Linked DNA regions of Salmo salar: region 2 is linked to region 1. The links are chromatin contacts, called in public Hi-C maps. All regions are on one chromosome and are shown on one strand. The core of a region is the stretch at or near the end of the contact, and the rest is flanking DNA. Distances in the headings are between cores, read along the strand shown.

The links. A called contact is a pair of places that touch in the nucleus more often than the background predicts.
Region 2: a contact with region 1 is called in a Hi-C map of blood, with 2.3 times the contacts expected there. The contact joins the promoter of LOC106573252 here to the enhancer-like site in region 1. A contact is called at or near these places in 2 of 3 Hi-C or Micro-C datasets (blood and muscle).

The regions. Positions count from the first base shown.
Region 1 is chrssa16:10,363,885-10,370,517 of Ssal_v3.1, forward strand. LOC106573252 (ankyrin repeat domain-containing protein 27) reads right to left here. Exons shown (of 27, transcript XM_014148155.2): 27 at 4,476-6,342. The coding sequence ends at 5,721. Among protein-coding and RNA genes, the nearest start is that of LOC106573254, 8.7 kb to the left of the region's middle. Within about 2 kb of position 1,362, at least 8 of the 13 cell types and tissues checked have an H3K27ac peak or open chromatin away from gene starts, as enhancers often do.
Region 2 is chrssa16:10,402,712-10,409,321 of Ssal_v3.1, forward strand. It overlaps LOC106573252 (ankyrin repeat domain-containing protein 27), which reads right to left and starts at 4,241. Exons shown (of 27, transcript XM_014148155.2): 1 at 4,100-4,241.

The DNA.
Region 1 (6,633 bases), core at 112-2,611:
ACACAGCAGGACATGCCTTCCATGGGTTTGGCTGTTGGCATTCTGTCAGGTACATCTGTTTCACTGTAACTCTGTTTTTCCACCCTCACGTTTGGGAATTACCTTAAAGCAGAGACGAAAAGGCAAAGCAATAAACTAGTCAAACTCTAATATCTTTGACACAGCTCTGAGTTTGTGTTGATCAAGCCCTTCCCGTCACTCGGTTTGGTATAAAGCTAAAAGATGGGTCTGGTAAATTGTAACCACACTCATGGACAGAGAATACAAGGACTGACATTGACTGACCATGAGTCTGTGGAAGACACCTTGCACTCTTAACTGTCCCCTGCTGCGAGCCGGGAGGCTGAAGCTTGTAATGGCACCTGCCTTGAAGTACTGAACCTCCTACCTCCCTTACATCCCCTAAGCAGACGGCCACGGAGTACGCTTCACCTGTTTCAGTCAGGACCACGCAAAGAGAACGCCCAGGGTCTGCCTGGATGCCATGAACACCATGGCACTCCACACTCGTGCCAAGTTGACAGTGTCATACATGAACTGTCAGCGCAATATGGACTCCCTGGTGCCACAGCAGAAAGCAACATTCTTAGACAGAGGCTCGGCTGTTGTCTCTGGTTGCTACTAACTCCTCTGGTAGCACCTAGGGCCCCGCTATTGGATCGCCCGTGGCGGAAGGCAACACAAATTGTAGGGTAAACACCGCCATCTAGTGGTGGATACCATTACATTAAAATGAGTAGAACGAGCGTACTTAAAATTACCACAACAGCGGAAATTCACTTTTGTTCAACTGAAAGACGATGCCCTGAGCTTATCCATGATGGTGTATATTGATTTAAGTCAAAGTCATAGTTTTAGTCAAAGTATGATGGGCTATACATGGGAAATCCGAAGTGGGACATTCATGGAAATCTGTGTCAATGCTGTTTCCCTTTTATAGATGACGTGCAAATACTTTTCAGACTACGTTTCATTTCAGGGCTGGGTCTTATTTGAATGTTTACCACCCACCTGCTGCAAAGTTCTTCCTCTTTGTGACTGAGCTGAACTAGAGTAGAAGGTGAAGCCAGACTGGTGACTCGGCCTAAAAAAAAAATGTTCACCCACCAAGTGAAGATTTTTGTAAGGAGGTCGATGAGAGTGTCGAATTTGGTCAACAAACAATTTAATGGCTTATTTACTATTTGATCGAATATACGTTTTGTGATGTTTCGGTTGTTACGAAAGTACAAATATAAGTACACACGAGGCATACCGACAACTTTGAGGAAAACTATTTTATTTAGGAGTTGTGCCTGTTGTGCACACGATAACTGCCTTCTCATTGGCTAGAATGGTCCCACGTGATCTTGCTTCATCCCTGCCTCTTCCTCTCTGAGGACAGCGAATCCCATTGTTAGACATGAGATATGACCAATCATGTCTGTATATACATGCTGCTGATGCTTTGTATTGGCCATTGTGAGGCTTTGAATCAGTATCAGTATTCAGGCCCCTAGACTTTTTCCACATTTTGTTACGTTGCAGCCTTATTCTAAAATTGATTAAATGAAACATTTTCCTCAATCTACACACAACACACCATAATGACAAAGCAAAAGCAGGGTTTTAGAAACTGAAATACCTTATTTACATAAGTATTCAGACCATTTGCTATGAGACAAGAAATTGAGCTCAGGTGCATCCTGTTCCCATTGATCATCCTTGATGTTTCTACAACTTCATTGGAGTCCACCTGTGGTAAATTCAATTGATTGCACACAATTTGGAAAGGCACACAACTGTCTATATAAAGGTCCCACAGCTGACAGTGCATGTCTGAATAAAAACCAAGCCATGAGGTCAAAGGAATTGTCCGTAGCGCTCCGAGACAGTATTGTGTCGAGGCACAGATCTGGGGAAGGGTACAAACATTTCTGCAGCATTGAAGGTCCCCAAGAGCACAGTGCATCATTCTTAAATGGAAGAAATGTGGAACCACCAACACTCTTCCTAGAGCTGGCCGCCCGGCCAAACTGAGCAATCGGGGGAGAAGGGCCTTGGTCAGGGAGGTGACCAAGAACCCAATGGTCACTCTGGCAGAGCTCCAGAGTTCCTCTGTGGAGATGGGAGAACCTTCCAGAAGGACAGCCATCACTGCAGCACTCCACCAATCAGACCTTTATGGTAGAGTGGCCAGACGGAAGCCACTCCTGAGTAAAAGGCACATGACAGCCCGCTTGGAGTTTGCCAAAAGGCACCTAAAGGACTATCAGAGAGAAACAAGATTTTCTGGTCTGACGAAACCAAGATTTTACTCTTTGGCCTGAATGCCAAGCTTCATGTCTGGAGGAAACCTGGCACCATCCCTACGGTGAAGCATGGTGGTGGCAGCATCATTTTGTTGGGATGTTTTTCAGCGGCAGGGACTGGGAGACTAGTCATGATTGAGGGAAAGATGAACAGAGCAAAGTACAGAGAGATCATTGATGAAAACCTGCTCCAGAGTGCTCAGGACCTCAGACTAGGGTGAAGGTTCACCTTCCAACAGGACAACGACCCTAAGCACACACCCAAGATAACGCAGGAGTGGCTTCGGGACAAGTGTCTGAATGTCCTTGAGTGGTCCAGCCAGAGCCTGGACTTGAACCCGATTGAACATCTTCTGGAGAGACCTGAAAATAGCTGTGCAGTGACACTCCCCATTCAACCTGGCAGAGCTTGAAAGGATCTGAAGAGAAGAATGGGAGAAACTCCCCAAATACAGGTGTGCTGTATGTGCCAAGTGTAACCGATGTGAAATGGCTAGCTAGTTAGCAGTGGTGCGCGCTAATAGCGTTTCAATCGGTGACGTCACTTGCTCTGAGACTTTGAAGTAGTTGTTCCCCTTGCTCTGCAAGGGCCGCGGCTTTTGTGGAGCGATGGGTAACGATGCTTTGTGGGTGGCTGTTGATGATGTGTGCAGAGGGTCCCTGGTTTGAGCCCAGGTAGGGGCGAGGAGAGGGACGGAAGCTAAACTGTTACACAAGAAGACTCGAGGCTGTAATCGCTGCCAAAGGTGCTTCAGCAAAGTAAAGGGTCTGAATACTTATGTAAATGTGATATCAGTTTAATGATTTTTTAAAAATAAATGGGCAATAAAATTATAAAAAACTGTTTTTGCTTTTTCATTATGTGGTATTGTTTGATGAAAAACTGAGTTTAAATGTATTTGGCTAAGGTGTATGCAAACTTCCGACTTCAACTGTACACACACACACTCCCCACCATTCCCCCAAAAACAAACACAGGCGGAGATATTCAATGGTCGTTCCATCCCTGAGCCCAATTCAAAGGACTTGATGTGCAAATGAGTCAGTTGTAGCTGTTTGAGAGGCATGCAATGTCAAGTCCTAGCTGATGGAGCTCAGATACACCCCCTTCCCCTGAAACAAACACGCACTGGTCCCCCTTTGTGACCATTTTCCCAAGCATCTCTGTGCAGTCAGACCTTTGATTATTTTGTGCCACCAGGGGCACAATCATTTTACCCCTCTCTGAATGTCCAAGTGTGAACCCCTCCCCATGTGTTACTGCACCTAGTGTTGCCAGCACTGCCACTACCTGGGTGGGGGCACCCCACTGGAATTCCCACCGGGTAGGTACAAGGTCATCAAGGTTCTCATTAGCAGCTCTGAGAAACTCCTTGTATATTATGCTCACTCATCCGGGGGCTTTGGCTTTGTAAGACCAACCCTGCCAAGCAGGCTCAGAATCTTGAGGGGGCAACGCTGCTTTAGTGGGTCTCTGACCGTATTTATCCTTCTGTCTTGGCTGGGTATAGGCTAATTGCAGTAGGCCTATAAAACACATAAGGACTACTCCTTAGTGTATGGGTCGCTCAGGTGGGTGTCTAGGGTATAGGATTTGGGACCGTTCCATCATGATAAGATAATAAATAAACTATATTTATAATTTATTTTCAAATGTATATCCCATATCTGCACAAAATTGAAAGCTCTCTCCGTCACAACTCCTGCTAGCAAACCAGTGGCAGATTTAGGTGTAGGCAACATGGCCAGGGGGCGGCATGGGGCGCCCGCACAAAAAAAATCTGAATGGTGACATTTGCGCAAATGCCCCACCCCCCAAAATTGAGGTAATTAAGTACGTGGAGTAATGAGTAGGATTCTGAGTTTTCACTTTCCTCTTTTGTTCTGTATTGCTCCTCAAGCAAAGGGGGAGGCCAATGACAGAGGGCACCATCAGACCAACTCCTTGAATGGTCTCCATATTGTCTAATCCTTAAGTGTATGTTCCTACACTGTATTTATGCATGGGATTTGTTTTTCAACAAGAAAAGCTCAGAAATAGCTGGAGTGCATCTTTAAAACAATATTTTAACAGTAGAAAAATCATAACATTAACCAACTTACCTAGCCTATCATAAAGCACAATATTTGAACAAATACCAACAATAAGCCAACTCTTGCAAATAACACAATAGTCAAAACAAATGACTCGATCATGGGTTTATTACAGGTTATTTTGACAAATTAAATAAGGCACGTTCACTGCATCTAACATTAAAAAAATGTAATAAAATACTTTAGTACGAAAATAATCAACATTGAGATTGTAGTGGACAACTACTACCGTATAAACCAAAACAGTAACTTTGAGATAAAAATACATCTGTACACTGATGCTAGTCATCTGTGTTCAATGTACTGTATGTGCTGGATAATGATGCGTTCAATAAATGTCAGTTCAAAACTACTGAGATTTCAGAGTGTTGCTGATAAAAACATTTTTCAAAAAAAAAATGGTACTTGTAAAGTGCAAACTCCCCATAGAATTGGTTGGGTCCTATATGGTCTTGCTTTGCAGGATTAGGATCAACTGCCATGGAGGTGAAATACAATTATCAGTTGAATGCTAAATAAACACTTTTTTTGTTGTTGCATTATATTGTTTTCTACAGGATAAATATCAGAATACACTAAAAAGTGATGGATAAACAAATTAAATATGGCAATTGTGTTATTATATTCTCAAAAGCAGTATTTAACTACAGTACTATCCATTTGTGGAGTCACTGGATTGAGCTACTGTATATAGATTTGTGCGTATACACTTATGGTTCTCTCTCTACCTACAAAGCAACCAAGATACCTATTCTAAGTGTTTGACATTCACTGGGATACAAGTGTGGCCTCACTATGCATAGTCATTCAAATGCCACACACCAAGGAGGTACATTTCGTGTTACAGATAGGTTAGAAATGTCAATTTAAGGTTTTCTAAAGGGAATAACTAACTCAGTAAAAAAAAAAATGTTTTAAATGACATCCAAACCGTAGGAGTGTAATCAAATTAAACTAAATTGCTAAAAATAAAAAAAGAGCCCTGATTTTACATGTTCGAATAAAAAACGGCCAGAGGTAACATGAGCATAGACGTTCAGATTAGCATTTTCGTCAAGTAGACAAAACAAAAACATACTGATATGCTATGTCACTATGCACTGTCAGAATGTTCTATCAACCATCTCTTTTATCAAGGGTGAGCAACAAAACTAAAATAAGCTAAAACAGAATTACATTCGCATGAAGTTGAATTAACATGTTTTGCATCCCTTTTTCATGAAGGCAAGGAGAAAAAGTGCTTTCAATAACAGTCAGGTCAACTAACTAAAAGTAGGCCCCACTCTTCTCTGGTTAACCCCAAGTTCTTACCTGACTGGGGTCTGCCTCTGCGCCTCAGAGTACCTCTATTTCTTCTACCAGTTCTTCTACCAGGTCCTCCATGTCTTTGGGTGGGCTCTCAGTCTCAGGACAGTTCCTCTTAGACTTTACTTCGGTGTCTGGTGAGGTGTGGACATTTTCTCCCTCTCCGTTTCGGTCTTTGTCTCCATTGACTTGGCTAGGTGTGTGTGATGGATCCTCGCGAGTGTGTGACGGGTCGCTGCTGGGTGTTTGTTGTGTATTTGATGGGATGTCAGGTGTGCGTGTATTTGACGCGTCGGGTGTGTGTATGTCAGGTGCGTACGTATGCAAGGGTTCACCTGGAGTGTCTGCGTGTGAAAGGTCTTTAGCTAGGTGTGTGTCCTCCTTTACCTCGGCCTCTCCTGTGTGTCTCCGGTCCCGGCCCCACTGAGGAGACTGGGGGTGCACTGTGTCCACGGTGTGACTGCGGCTCAGGGCCCTCTCTCTGTCCCTTTGGTCACCAGGCTTGGGGCTTCCCTCTGGGCTGGAGCAGATGCTGAATGGCCCACTGCTCTCCAGGGTCTCCCCCCGCCTCAGTTTCCTCCTCTCAGGAGTGGGGGAGTTGATGGAAGGCACACTGGTGTCCCTGGGAAGACCTTTCTTCATTTGTTGAACACTGGGGAAAAAAACCATCAAACAACATCCACAAGCTCAGAGGAATTGCACTGAAACATAGCAGTTCCTTAAAATGTAAGTTTATTGAAACTTATGAGTAAACTATGACAAAAGTTGTTCTGGATCGGCTTTGTGTACATAGGAACACATTTTCTATCTAGGAAACGTTTAACATCTAACTAAACAAACAAACCGCACATTGTCTCAATTGATCTTTTTGCAAAGTGTAGTCAAATTGATATTGATATCAACTTCACTATGAAGGACAGCATCCATTTTCCACAAGGGGGCA
Region 2 (6,610 bases), core at 2,991-5,490, 42 kb after region 1:
GGCTTATGTGTGTTTATATGATACCAGGGGTCAAAGCCCGACTGAGTAAATAAGAAAAGTAAAATTACAAAATTCGGGACCTGCAGCCCGTATTGACCCCTATTCTGGGTTCGGATCCGGTCCGCCAGTTGAGTCTGGGGGCTCTACATCTCTGCTTGATGTGTCAAGTTATAAATGTTCTCCAATCCTGTAAATGTTTAGATGTTAGCCTCATCTCCTTTTGAATCAAAACTTATCTAAAATAAAATGTTATTGGTCATATACCCAATTAGCAGATGTTTTTGCAGGTGTAGCGCAATGCTTGTAAATATGAGATTTAGCCAGGTCACATGTTCTTCTGATGTAAGATTCCAATCAATCCATTGAAACACCATAAAAACATGTGAGCATCATCCCCAAAATGGGGAACAAAAAAAGTATGAAATCCATTCAAGTCTCATCTAAGATCAGTTCATCAGGCTACTCACTTGATTGCGCCTCGTAAACAGGCCTTGAAACGCTGAGATCAACATCATCTTTACGAATCCTAGGAATGATAATGCCATGGGGGGGGGGGGGGGGGTCTTCGCAGCAGAGAATAGGGCTCTTCTAAACCAGCCTCCTTGGAGTCTGACTGGGCTTCATAGTGAAGCAGTAACTGTCTTAGCGTGAAGGCAGCAGCACCACTCCACCCTCATCTCACTGTGCTGCTGCCTCCTTGGTATCAGATGGATGCTGCCTGCTGGCCTGAAACCCTGAAGAATGTGCCATCTAACCATGTGACCGGTCAGCTGGGTCTGAACAGCCCTGTTTGGGGGAAACCTTCCTTCACACGTGTGGGGAGTGAACCGCACGGCTTACAGCCCATTTTCCACTTCAGGAAAGCCAAGGCAGGCATTTCATGATGGGTGGGTTGGTGATGGGATCTGGCCTTTGTGAGCATAAATACAAATGTCCGTTCTCTTCAAGATAAAGGGAAATAAAGTATTGTCAGTCTGGCCTTCAATCCTGTTTGGTCACACTGTATAGACCATCACCTGTCAAACTGAATCCACAGTGGGATGAGTATCTGCAGGTTTTCGCTCCTCTCTTGTACTTGATTGATCAATTAAGGTCATCGATTAGTTAGGAACTCCCCTTGGTTGTCTAGGTTTTAATTGGAAATAACAAAAACCAGCATGCACTCGGCCCTCCACGGAATGAGTTTGACACCCCAGCTGTACAATCTAATATTGATGACAAAAGGTTATCTTGAGGCTGTCAAGTGTCCTACTTATATATATCAGTACACTCGTAACAACTTAAGTATTAAGAAACTTCTATTAGATCAAATAAACCTCAACTAGCAAATAAGCCATTCATGTTTTGGTTGAACAAATTCGACACATTGACCTCCATACAAAAACTCCTTGCTTGGTGGGCGAAACAATAAAAAAAAAAAAAGAACAGTACTTGCTGGTGGGAGACAGATTTTCCACCGAGTTGTGCCTCTCTCTTCCTCTCTGAACATACTGATAGGCTTCAGGACGAGCAGAAACAATTATCGCAATTCAAACACAAGGTTTCAAACTTACCGATTCAATTGCACTGTAAACAAATAGGAGAAAACATCATTTCCTCTGCCAAAGCCATGGTAATGTTTACAGAGTCAGACTCTCGTTTTGATTCCTCAATACAGCCAACATCACCATCTATAATATGCATCCTGTTGTTTCCATGGAAAGTCGTTTCCCCAACGACATTGCAGAGTAGGGCTATGTCATGTGCTTTTCCAACAGAATAATAAAATAACTGACATTGATATAATGTAATTTAGAGTTTTGATCACTACTTCGGTATCCCACGGTTAACATTGCAAAACTGGATATCGTTTTATGTGCCCACAAATCAAATTTTGTGGATGACCATCTTAAATTGTGCTCATCAAAGGCTTTTAAATACCACTGTTTTGTGTTCTACTTGTAGCCCTGGTTGCCCTGAAAAGAAATGGTAAAACACTTCATTGTGAGGCTAAATATATGGGCTAGACATGTAGATAAATGAAAGTCAGATAAATGAAAAGCCCATTTTTGCTGGGACTGATAGGGTTAATCCTCGCTAGCAATACAGTTTTGGAAACCCTCTCATAAGCGAGAAAGAATCTTTCAAACACAAAATATACACTTACTGTACACAATTTAGTAAAGTTGAACCAGGCTGTTTTCACAATGACACATCCTCTCACCATGCGCTCACATTTCCATTGGACACTACAATTCAACATTTCCGGCTGGATCGCAAGTGCTTCTGAAAATACAGCCGGGTGCAACTTTGCTAAACAGCATACACTAAGTGTATCTTTTGTATAAGCAAGCTTGGCATATTTGCGATTAAACACTGTTTGGGCAACATCTGGCAATAAGGGACGTGGAATAACTACTGTAATGCAATTACATTTGAGTCATAAGGACTCGTGGGCCAATTCTCATGGAAAGATTAAACGGTAAAAATCTGTCAAGGCACACATAGAATTGTGTAATTACATGCAGCAACAGTTCCTGGTTTGGGTTTTTGTCATAGATTTTTGTACAAATCAGGATTGGACGAAGGCAGTGCTTGAACTGATGATTTTCAAGCCCGGGTGCAGATGATAAACCAATTTCCACTGGATTCCACTGCCACAAAGTCAAAATTGTCTGCATTGTAAAAATTCATTAAATCAAAACAAAACATTTGGGGGGGGGGGGGATACCTAGTCAGTTGCACAACTGAATGCATTCAACCTATATGTGTCTTCCGCATTTAACCTAACCCCTCTGAATCAGAGAGGTGCGGGGGGCTGCTTTAAATCGACGCCATCTGTGCCCGGGGAGCCCATCTGTGCCCGTTGTTGTTGAGGGTTAACTGCCTTGCTTTCCCCATAGAAATGGCTGAACGAACCAGAGGTAACTCATTTCCGGTTATTAGGACTACAAGCATGACGAGCTCTACTGCATTCCGCCCAGCAATAAAACAGGAAGTGACAAACTTTCATGAGATAAGAGAATTTTACTTCTGGGTAACAGAGATTACACCACTGACCTCATGGTCTAGGAATTCTCAAGACTGACTGGTGACCTTTGACACATAGGCTACAGACTCCTTGGCCAATACTACTAAATGAAAAACTGGTCTATTGTATAGGCCCTGTAGCATATGGAGCTATACATCTAACACAATTGTCCATAACTTCCCAATAGTATCAGACTCTCAAGGTTTATTAAGGTCACTGTATGAATTGTACCTGCAAGCACTGTATTATTTAAAAAACAATTGGTTTGATATTCAAGTATAGAGTAAACAGTATGTCAGTTTCCATTGCCAAGTTAATTCTACAGAGCATGACAGCCCCGACATATATAATTTTTTCTGCATTCTTGGGGGAACTTCCATGTCGGTCTCAACCATTTTTGGATGTACAAGTAGCCCAAAAATCACATGTTGCTCTGCACCCACTCATGTGCAAATGATCATTAGGCCTATGTTCTTATTAGTCTTCCCAAGACCTCACTGTGGATAGGCTGGTCATGCCTAGAAAGAATACAGCTTTTGTTAAATTAGCTAACCATAACCGAATTCTCCTAACCTGCTATGTTAAATTCTAACCTGCTACAAAAAGTCAAAAATGACAAAAGCTGTATCCATTCTAGTCACAACGAATAGGCCAGGTGCCCCAGGGATACTATAGTTCCACATGTTGAACACTTCCAGGTAATGGCTAAACAATATTCCCGAAAATTGTGAAATGTGGTAACAATTTCGTGTGATGAGCTGTACGTGACAATCAATGTCAAACAAATGCTTGTTTTGTAAGTGGAATCAAGCAAAACAGCATTGAACTCGATAACAGCTGCCCAGATCGAGAGGAACACTTCACTCAAAGTCGTAGCAATCAAGTCAATGTTCTGCCATTTCGACATTGACCATTGGTAGAGGTTTCAATGCCAAATATGTGTTCTTACATTGGCTAGCAAGTTAGCTAGCTAACGTTAATTTAGCTAGCTAAAAGATGAGCAGCTAACGTTTTCTGTCACAACAACAGCAACCTCGGCTTGGATGGACATTCATACAAACACAATATATAGCTATGTCCGTAACGTACCTCTTTATCTGCTAAACACACCGGAATCGCATCGCAAATTGCACTTCTTCAAAAGCCTGACCGTAAACAGAAGAAAGTCTACCATTTGATGCCTGTCTGGCTGTCAGCACTACCGGTCTCTCTAACTTGATGACGAGGAAAATATTGACTAATGTGGTTTAGTCAACCAATCAGGCGCGGCAAGCCAATCCCGTAGATCCTGATACGTTGGTGAAGGCTGAGCGCTCGTGAAAACGTCAAAGGAAAGGATGACACCACCGTGCAGTGTACGAAATCTAATAACAGTATACCGCAAGTCAACATGTGGGTCCTAAAATAATATATGACTGCCCTGAGAAATCTATTTGGATCACCATCAATTTGCAGAATAAGATTGTCAAAGGTGGTTTCTCCCTCCACCCTACCACTGACTATTGTACTGGATTGAAATGTTGCATTTGTTTGGTAGATACAGAAGTTATTGTTACAGAACAACGTGATCTATATTTAAGTGTGATAAAACAACAAACATGTAGGCCACAAAAAAATGCACTGGGGTCTAGTTCTCCTCAGGTCTTTATCCTTCCAAAATATGTTTTTTCCTACCATCTCCTTTAAAGCGATAATGCTTAATTTGGTCAACGGTAAACATAGCGCTGATCTGTATTGCAAAAATAGCTCTAATTTTGCTTAATTAACTGGTCCACATAACATGTCCCCATTTTGTTTAGGTGGGGTGTGGCAAAGTTCAATGGGGGAATTTCGTGTCTCTTCAGTAGTGGGGTCTTCCTATCTTCACCAACAAATTAGAGCAGTTTGCAGCTGAAGGTGCAGCAAGCTCATTGATGGTTCGTTTTTTTGTGGCAGTTATCTTCCCTAAAGGCTGTTTACCGAAGTATTATGCTGCATTTATAACCAAGTGGGAAGGTGGTAATTACCAGTTGTGAAATCGTATTGGATTTGGATGCATTCACATGCTTTGATCTCATTGTGAAACACAGATTGGCTAATGGCCAACAAGCTGTGTCAACCATAAACTAAAAGTACAGCAATCATGCTTGGCAACAAATGATAGAGTTCAAAAACCATATTAATATATTCACAGGAGGTTGGTGGCACCTTAATTGGGGAGGACGGGCTCGTGGTAATGACTAGCGGATTAGGTGGAATGGATTCAAATACACAAAACACATGGTTTCCAGGTGTTTGATGCCATTCCATTTTCTCTGTTCTGGCCATTGTTATGAGCCGTTCTCCCCTTAGCAGCCTCCTTTCTTTTTATAAATAACGTTTTCTTATTGCATTTAACTGCTGACAATGCTGTTATCAAGGTCATTTCCATAGTAGGTGACGTCAGAGGCCAGCATGTGAAGGAAGTTGTGGCTCAGGGATGATGGACAAGTTTTCCACTAGTAATTACCTGTTGGAGGGGTGTTCAAGTGGATTTTTCCCAGTCGTATGTTGTAAATACCACTTGGTAATTATTTCTTTTTTATTAGGTGTGCTTGAAAAGCAAAATAAAACTCTACATTTCTTACATAGTCCTATTATTATTATTCTGTGTTATTGACTGTACGTTTGTTTATGTGTAACTCTGTGTTGTTTTTGTCGCACTGCTTTGCTTTATCTTGACCAGGTCGCAGATGTAAACGAGAACTTGTTCTCAACTGGCCTACCTGGTTAAATAAAGGTGAAATACATTTTTCTTATATATATATATATATATATATATATATATATATATATATATTCGCCACTCGAGAGCTGAAACGATTTAAGCTATTAACACAAAACAAACTGCCAAATGTCCAGACTGGATTTTTGATACTATGTGTACTTTATGAACTATAACTATTTTAAATTAGCATAAATTAACATGGGTTTAAATGAGAACCATAGGAATACAGATGTAGCTTTTCAAAATGAACCTGTTCCTTGGCCAATTAAGCTACAAGACAAACTTTAAAACATTCAGGCTATCCCAACTTCAAACTCTTTCAAATCTTTATTAAATATAACTATACATTTGCATAAAATAACTTGGTAACGGTACCAAGTCAATGTGTGGGGGTACAGGTTAGTTGAGGTAATATGTACATGTAGGTAGGGGTAAAGTGACTATGCATTGACAATAAACAGCGAGTACCAGCAGGGTAAAAAAGGGGGTCAATGCAAATAGTAAGGGTAGCCATTTGACTCTGTTTAGCGGTGTTATTGACATTGCCTGGTATAGAGGTTCTAGATGGCACGAAGCTTGGCCCCAGTGATGTACTGGGCCTTACGCACCACCCTCTGTAGCGCTTTGCGGTCGGATGCCGAGCAGTTCCCAAACCCAAGTGGTGATGCAACCAGTCAGGATGCTCTCGATGATGCAGCTGTAAAACCTTTTGAGGATCTGAGGAACCATGCCAAATCTTTTCAGTCTCCTCAGGGGGAATAGGCGTTGTACCCTCTTCATGACTGTCTTGGTGTGTTTGGACCATGATAATTTGTTAGTGATGTGGGCAAAATTCAAAAGGCACTCGCACATCT